Regions from separate parts of the Sus scrofa genome. Here region 2 is linked to region 1. A link is a contact called in public Hi-C data. All regions are on one chromosome and are shown on one strand. The core of a region is the stretch at or near the end of the contact, and the rest is flanking DNA. Distances in the headings are between cores, read along the strand shown. Region 1 holds the start of BLOC1S6 (biogenesis of lysosomal organelles complex 1 subunit 6). Region 2 holds the start of SPATA5L1 (spermatogenesis associated 5 like 1).

What was found. Hi-C and Micro-C count contacts between places; a contact is called where the count stands out from the background.
Region 2: a Hi-C map of skeletal muscle shows a contact between it and region 1, with 5 times the contacts expected there. The contact joins the promoter of SPATA5L1 here to the promoter of BLOC1S6 in region 1. A contact is called at or near these places in 1 of 5 promoter capture datasets (liver), 20 of 47 Hi-C or Micro-C datasets (alveolar macrophages, blood, brain and 11 more) and 2 of 2 datasets of contacts at active chromatin or transcription factors (alveolar macrophages and skeletal muscle).

What each region holds. Positions count from the first base shown.
Region 1 is chr1:126,183,000-126,187,212 of Sscrofa11.1, forward strand. BLOC1S6 (biogenesis of lysosomal organelles complex 1 subunit 6) reads right to left here and starts at 1,814. Exons shown (of 5, transcript NM_001098592.1): 1 at 1,693-1,814. The coding sequence starts at 1,774.
Region 2 is chr1:126,332,408-126,336,642 of Sscrofa11.1, forward strand. SPATA5L1 (spermatogenesis associated 5 like 1) reads right to left here and starts at 2,786. Exons shown (of 8, transcript NM_001177911.1): 1 at 1,680-2,786; 2 at 205-390. The coding sequence starts at 2,774.

The DNA.
Region 1 (4,213 bases), core at 564-3,063:
AATCTAAATCTTGGATTTCACAGCCTTCAGAACTTCAAGGAATAAATGTCTGTGGTTCAAGTCAGCCTGTTATTTTGTTATAGCAGCCCATGTAGACTAAGATAACTCACAGAAAAATGACACATTTTCACTTTTTGCTATTTCAAACAATGTTGCATGAGTCTCCTTACTTGTCTTTGCATATTCATGCCACTGTTTCTGAAGGATAAATTCTTAGGAATAGATTAATGGGACAAAGATTTCAAGTATTTTTTTTTTAACAGACACTGGAAAACTGCCTTCCTAAGAGATGGCACCAATTTACACTGCCACTAACAATCTACATGGGCTGCTATTTCCAAATGGGTAATAATGCCAGACTAGGAGAGAAAGGGATGCAATACAGGTAGAGGAAGCAGCATGAGGCAAGGTGGGAATATAGGATTGCTCTGGAAAGAAGTTAGTTTGGGACGTCTGGAGCATAAGACACATGCAGTAGTGAGTTGTGGCCAGCCTTCAAGAACTCTTGGGTGCTAATCTAATGTATCTGGCCCTTAGTTTAGTAAGTAGTAAGGAGCCATTTAAGGTTTCCAAGTAAGGAAACAACATGATAGGAGCTTTATCTTGGGGAAGTGACGTGACAGGGAGCTAGATGGAATGAAAGAGTAAAGGACTGGAAGGGCACTAGCCTTACAACTGTTGCTGTAGCAGTGAAATGCAAAAAGGAGATGGAAATTGTAGAACAGAATCCCCTAAATAGAGGTAGGAGGCCAGTGAGAAGAGTCAAGAGTAATGTCAAGTCATAGGGACTTGGCACCATTAATAGGATCAAATATCTACTTTTATTTATGTACATGCTATATGTGAGATTAGTGCAAAACAACCACGTCAAAGTACCCAACAAGCGGATGGAGGAGCAAGCAGAGAGGGACCCGAGCTGCACTTGTACACAAAGAAGCCATATTTATAGAATAAACTTGTGCAGGTGGGAAAAGAGGGAGATCACTGAGGAAAAGCACGACCAAGAAAGCGCTGAGTTATTTGGGGGTAACTCCTGAAATTTTGCAACAGGAAGTACAAGTAAAGGCACGTCCAAAGTCCTGCAGCCTTCTGCACCTAGGGCACCTCATCTGAACCACAGAACACAGTAACTGCTTTGACTATCTTCTCAATTCTCCCAAGGACGGTAAATACATAGTACCATTGCGGATGCACAGCAAGTCAATTCACTACATTCAATAGACGTCCTAAGCCATTAGGGCTTAAATCTCTCCTGGAACTCAGGATGAGAAGACTTCTGGAGAAATAGGGATGCAGTAAGGTCAACATGCAAGACGAGCATTTCATGAGTAAGTGGTCAATAAAACTGGATACATCAGTTCTCTGAATCACAAACCTATTATCCTTCTGAGAAATTCATCCTAAACCCCTAACGTGTAAGAGTGTGCTGGAGTCAACACACAAACTCAGAATGGCTTCATCATCAACCTCCACCAACAGCACCCCAAACACCGCTTCCCCTCCAGACCTCATTTCCCCTCCCCTGCTTTCGATTGGAGGTTAGGCAATATAACCATACTTCCGCGCTGGGGCCAAAGCCTCCAGGCCGCGGCACCAAAAGCATCTTATTCCTGCGAAACGGCCCACTTACTCTTACTCCCGGAGACCCATCCACTCGGGTCCCAGCCGCCCGCCCCGCCCCAAAGCACGTACCAGGCGTGATGTCCTCGGCCCCCAGGCCGTCAAGTGGCCCTGGCAGGACCCTGTCCGGGGGCGGCGGCCCAGAGACACTCATGTCCCGTCCGCTGGGAATTGGCAAGGGGCAGCTGTACAGTCAGAGGCAGTAAGTACCGAACGAGTCCAGAGCCTACCCGGACAAAAGCGACGGTCGCACCCGGAAGTGACAGAAGCGGAATGCGTCAGGCCCAAGGCACTTGACCACGGTCCGCCCCACCCCCTTCTTGCCTTCCACCCCTTCACCCCCACTTCCGGGACTCTGCGCTCAAGAGGTTGTCTGGTTAGGAAGTGGTCTGAGTAGAGTCGGCTGTGTAGCGGTGGTAGGAGGCGGGGATGAGAAGGGGTGGTGACGGGAAGGGGCTGCTCCCAGGAGTGTCTCTGAAGACTGGAACGCACTGTGTTGAGCATGGGCGAGCAGCCGGACTTGGTTCAGTAAGTCTGTGCAGCTTTTCAGTTTTGTGTCTGCCTAAGGAAACGCCTTGAGAACAAGGACCCTGCAAATTTGGACCTATTAAAAAGTCAACCTTTAGCTCTCTTCAGCCTTACTAATTGGAGGTTTTCCCGGGATTCCTTTTCCTCCTGTTGATTGTAGCTGACCAATTTATTAGGCCTGGGTTGCAGCATCCACTGAACAGATTCAGCCAAATTACTGAAAACTGCACTTACTGAGATCCTAAGGGATGATGTCACGAACTTTAATGAAAAACACTTAGAAATGGGCAGAAGCAGCGTCAGACCCAATAAAACGCCTCTTTACCTTCGACCCTCTCACTTAGACTGTAATAGTGGCCTCCTAATGTTGCACCCCAAATAACTTATGCTGCAGGCAAGGTGTCTTAAAAAAAAAAAAAAAAAAAAAAAAAAAAAACTCGAGTCCTACCACTCTGCCATCTTCTCTCTAATCTTCAAAAAAATGAGAATTTGGCAGTTCCCATTGTGGCACAGCAGAAACCAATCCGACCAGTATCCATGAAGATGTGGGTTCGATCCCTGGCCTCCCTCAGTGGGTCAGCAATCCGGCACTGTCATGAACTGTGGTGTAAGTCACAGACAGGGCTCACATCTGGCTTTGCTGTGACTGTGGTGTAGGCTGCCAGCTACAGCTCCCAATTCGACCCCCTAGCCTGAGAACTTCCATATGCTGCAGACGCGGCCCTAAAAAGCAAAAGTAAAATTAAATTTTAAAAAAATTTTAAATGAGAATTTATGTCAAGCCTCAGAGACTTGCACCTGTTCCCCAATACTCTCATCAGTGCATTCACACCCCTTCGTCTTTTGGCCTCCTTTCCTCTCAAGATTAGCTGCTTCTTACTACCTGTGGTAAGGAGAATAATCCCCCCACCAAAGATATCCACAGACTTAATCCCCAGAACCTGTGAATATGTCATTTCACCACAAAAGGGTAATTAAGGTTGTTAGTACTATGACTTATAAAATAAATTACCCAGGGTTATTGAGTGGGGACCAACATAATCACAAGGGACTTCAAAACTGGAAAGGGGAGGCAGAAGAACAGAGCCTAGAGGGAGATGTGACTATGAAGAATGACTAGAGAGATGAAACGTTGCTGGCTTAGAAAATAGACGAAAAGGGTTACCAGCCAGGATTGGTGACCTTTAGAAGCCAGGGGCAGGGGAAGGAAATGGATTCACTGCTGGAGCCTCTAGATTGGAACTCAGCCCTCCCAACATCTTAATTTTATCCCACTGAGATCTGTGTTGGACTTCTGACCTACAGAACTCTAAGACAGCACATAAATTTGTATTGCTTTAAGTTTGTTACTACAGCAATCTGAAGGTAACGCACTCCCCTTTGAACATCCTTTGTTCCATCTGAGCATACTCCCCAAAGCTATGCCCTTTCATGCCTGAGATATTCTTTTCACAGTCCTACTCATCTTTCAATGCTCGGCCTAAATAATACCTTTACTTTAAAACTATTCACAATCCTGCCTCCCCTTTCAACTCTTAAAAATTACATTAATAACCTTGTCCCAACTACAAAGCATCCTCCTGCTATTTAGAACTTAATCCATTCTTGTATTAGTTACTTCCCTTGACTTCCTCTATTAGATCACAAACTCCAAACAGAAACTCTTATTCACAGAAAACTATAAGAGGTTCTCGATGAATAGTTGCTGAATGAAGTATTGATTCTTGAGCCACAAATTCCAAATATCTATAATCTCCAAAATGTGAATCACATAAGAAGGTACTTGATAAACTGCCTGATAACCTTAGTTGATTGTTAATATTATCTCCTAACTAGATACTAAGGCCTTCTGGAATAGATCCATGAATGTTCTATGGGTGGTCTATAACCTCTTTACCTCCTAGCACAATATTAAGCATATTGCTTGGATTTAAAAACACTGGTTAAATTTCATGGACGGGGAGTTCCTGTTATGGTTCAGTGGGTTACAAGCCTGAGTAGCATCCATGAGGATGCAGGTTCAGTGGGTTAAGGATCCAGTGTTGCTGTGAGCTGTGGTGTAGGT
Region 2 (4,235 bases), core at 1,536-4,035, 150 kb after region 1:
TCAAGAATTCAGCTCTCTATCCTCATTTTCAATCATATGCTATCGACATGGAGTTCAGATGTAAAAACATGTAAGAAATAGCTGTCCAAGGTATCAAGAATTTCAAGAAAAAGTACTTACCACTTTTTAAAATCCCTAAAGTAACGTACTAAAGTACGTTAATAAAAAGGTTCATGTAGAAGGTCATAAATCAATACTCCTTACCTTCCCACTATGAAGCAGAGCATGCATGGCAGCCTCCCTACAGAGTGCTGTCAGGTCTGCACCAACGTAGCCAACTGTCATTTCTGCAAGGAGGCTCAAATCCACCTGACTGGAGATGGGCATCTTTGAGGTAATCACTTGCAGAATCGCCTTTCTTTGTCCAAGTGTGGGAGTCCCAATGACAACCTATATGCAAAGCAAAAAGAAAGTTTACAGCTTAACTCCCTCTGTTTCTCTGACTCTCCATCTCTCTCAGCCCACCCTCGATTCCTCTAAAGGTAGCTTCTCTCCTACTAATACTTTACTTGCCTCACACACACAAAAAAAGTTTACAGTTTAAATTACTGTATTTTTAATCCTCACCAACATGTATAATAATTTAGTGAACAAATTTGGAACTATGACTATGTACTCTCAAGCATACCTTAGATTCTGAATATATGAAAATCTTTATTTTCCAGAGAGGTAACACTGGCTAAAAAGTTGCATAATTGGAGTTTCCCTTGTGCCTCAGCAGAAATAAGTCTGACTAGTATCCATGAGGATGCGGGTTCAATCCCTTGCCTTGCTCAGTGGGTTAAGGATTCGGCATTGACGTGAGCTGTGGCTCCCATTTGACCCCTAGCCTGGGAACTTCCATATGCTACAGATGCAGCCCTAAAAAAAAATAGTTGCACAATTCAAATTATGTATCACTTAATGTTCGTTATTTTTGAGAGTGCACCAAGTTCTAGGAGCTGTATCCTTGGGAGTACGGACCTAAAGCTTACTCAAGAGACAAGTTCTAAATAGTGCAAGGAAGAAATCCACTCAAGTGCTGAAAAGATTATGCTAAAGTGTGCAATTATCATCTGTCTCTTCAGAATCCTACCACTAGGTTTAAATAGCACTTAAATAACTACTATTCCAACTATTTAATAGAAATCAAGAATCAGGCTAAGGCTGACATTTGTAAAATAGGCCAGCTTTGAAGAGTCAACCTTTCCAGCAACTCAGGGAGCAACTGTGGGATAGGATGCCGGCGTACAGACAAGGAATGAATAAATCTAGAAAAGGTAATTTGTCTGCTCTGACTCACTTCTTCCCTGCCTTCTCCCTTATTTCAACACATTTGTTTCTTGAGGCTATCCTTTTACTTCAAATTCTAATTACAAGTCCGTTAAGAGTTTAACATCCTTGTAGCCATCCTAGTTCTCTTAAAAACCAAAATTACTGATTACAGCATTCATCTTCAGAAACTGCACAACTAAACCCTAATGGCCACTTTGCTTTTCAGAACACTCTGACTGGAGAGATTGGAGGGGGTGGGGGTTGTCTTCGGCTCAAAGATCACTTAGGGACCAGAGAACAGGTTCTCTGCATTACAAAGAACTCCACTCCAGCCTCAGCGACGTCCAAACCTACGCGGCAAACGCCTCGGGTCAGCCTACCAGGAATAGATGGAAGCGATGTTCCCAGTGGCCAAGCTATTTTACCTCTCTGTCAAATCTTCCAGGTCTGCGCAGCGCTGGGTCTAGCGCGTCCGGCCGGTTGGTCGATCCAACAACCACCACCTCGCGGTCCCCACTGATGCCGTCTAGCAATGTCAACACCTGGGCCACCACGCGACTCTCGGGGGCTTGGTGTGGGCCGCCCCGCCGAGGACATAGGGCGTCCACCTCATCCAAGAAGAGAAGGGTGGGCCGGCGGCCGGCCAGCTCCTGGGCGCGCTGGAAGACCCGCCGCACGTTCTCCTCGGTCTCCCCCGGCCGGGCGCCCTGCAGCGCGGGAGCGCTCACTGCCAGCAGCTCTGCGCCCGCCTCCCGGGCCACTGCCCGCACGAGCTGGGTCTTGCCCACTCCGGGGGGGCCAGCCAGGAGCACACCGCGGGGCACTGCTAACCCAAGGGAGGCAAAGGAGCGGGGGTAGAGGAGCGGCAGGCGGAGGAGCTCCCGCAGCGAGTCGGCCGCCTCCGCAAGGCCCCCGAGGGGCACCTCGGGCGGCGGCTCCGATTCCGATGGAGGCACTCCGCTGAGACCGATGTGGGTGCGAGGGGTGACCAGGCCCGCCGGATCGGGGCTTGGCGCCCCGCTCACGATGTGCAGGGCTGCCACCGGGCCGGGCGTGCCCGGAGGAGCAGCGACCACGTGGCCCAGAGAGACTGGACGGTTCCTCAACAGCTCCTGGGCCGCCTCCAGCACCGCGGCCGGATTTGGGGAATCCGGCGCGCCTGCCCGTTCCCGCAACGCCGGCCACACCGCGAGGCGCCGAAGCGGTGGGCAGGGCACTAAACGGAGGCAGCTCAGGCTGAGACTCCCCCGGGCCCCCGGATCTCCCATAGCAGCCCCTGGGCTCGCGCACTGCAGATCCAATTGCACAAAGCCGTCTGCTCTGTCCCGCCGCGGCCAGGAGGTGCAGAGGCAAGAGCCGCCATTAGGCAGGGAGATCTTCACCACTGAGCCCAGGTGCGCGCCCAAGGAGCGGAGGGCAGCTGGGCCCAGGCGACAGCGTTGGGTGCCCTGGTCCCCAGGGTCCACGGGTAGCAGTTTTAAGAGTGGCCCTTCAGCAAATGGACCTGTGTCCGGAGCCATGGCAAAAGAGAAGACCCGACGCCCAGGAAAGTGCGGTAGGAATTCCCCCCGGACGACAAAGGCCGGTACACCGTGCTCCTCGGCCGGAAGTAGGTGATGCGCAAGCGCCAGGGAGTCGCGGTTGCGGGCTTCTGACTGGAGACCGAAAGGACCAATCAGAAAGTTAGATAACGAGGTGCCTTTCCCGGCTTGTTTGCCGTGGAGTCTCATTTGATAAAATCCAGATTTACCCGCAAGGCTTTTCTTACGGATGTCAGGAAGGCAGCGTAAGCTAATTTAACTAGGTCATTAAGCCTGTATTTTAGGCTTAAAGGTTTGAGGAGTCACCGCAGAGCATACTCTTTCCTTGGCTGGTGGACTGGAGCATCACTATCTGCGCTTTTGGAATATCAGCCCAGAGACTGCTATTTTGTGAAGAAACCCCGACTGTCCTTAGGGACACAGTATTTTAGAGTGCTCTGGTGCTAATGCCTTAGGCGACTTGGAGTAGCTGAGACATACAACTTTGGCACCTTCCATAATCTGGGTTCCAACCTTTTTGGAAAAGCACCACCATAGCCAGAGAGAGGATAGCATTTTGAACATCTTGGAGCCGGGAAAGAAGGAAGACCAGGCCATCTGATGCATTTGTGGCACACCAATACATTTTTTTCATATTCCTGACTTCTCCATTGAATGTTCTTTGACAACAACTTAGTTATAACTTGTGTTCCTGAGATAAGTAATTACTGTCTCTCTGATGTACGGCAGTACTAAGTCCTGTATTGGGGCAGTGCTTGTTTACATTATTAAGACCTCCCACCTAACCTCTTTCCACATTTCCTCTCCCCTTCCCACAGGGAATTACTCTTTTCTCCTATTTTTTTTTAATTGTGCTTATGAAAAAGAGCTAGGAGTTCCTGTTGTGGCTCAGCAGGTTAAGAACCTGACTAGTATCCATAAGGATGCATGTTCAATCCCTGGCTTCACTCAGTGGGTTAAGAATCTGCTGATACTGCTGGAATTTGGGTTGCTGTGGCTGAGGCTGGGCCTTGGCTACCACTCCAATTCAACTCCTAGCCTGGGAACTTCCATATGCTCCAGATAAGGCCCTAAACACACACACACACACACACACACACACACACACACACACACACACACACACGGCTAAATAGAAATTCCCTGGTGGCCTAGCAATTAAGGCTATGGATAACAAAGCCAAGATAATATGCCTTGTTTTTACCCTATTCACATCTTTCTACCTCCATTTCCCCACTTTCACTGTAACCCAAATTTGTGAGGTTACAAAATTAAAATTGCAGGTAGATGCTTCAATCACTTGGATTTGGGTTTTTGCTCCCCTACTTATGCAATCAATTGCAGACTCTATACCCATGTCTTTTTTTTTTCAGGGCCACATCTGCAGCGGCCATATGGAGGTTCCAGGCTAAGGGTCTAATCGGAGCTGTAAGTGCTGGC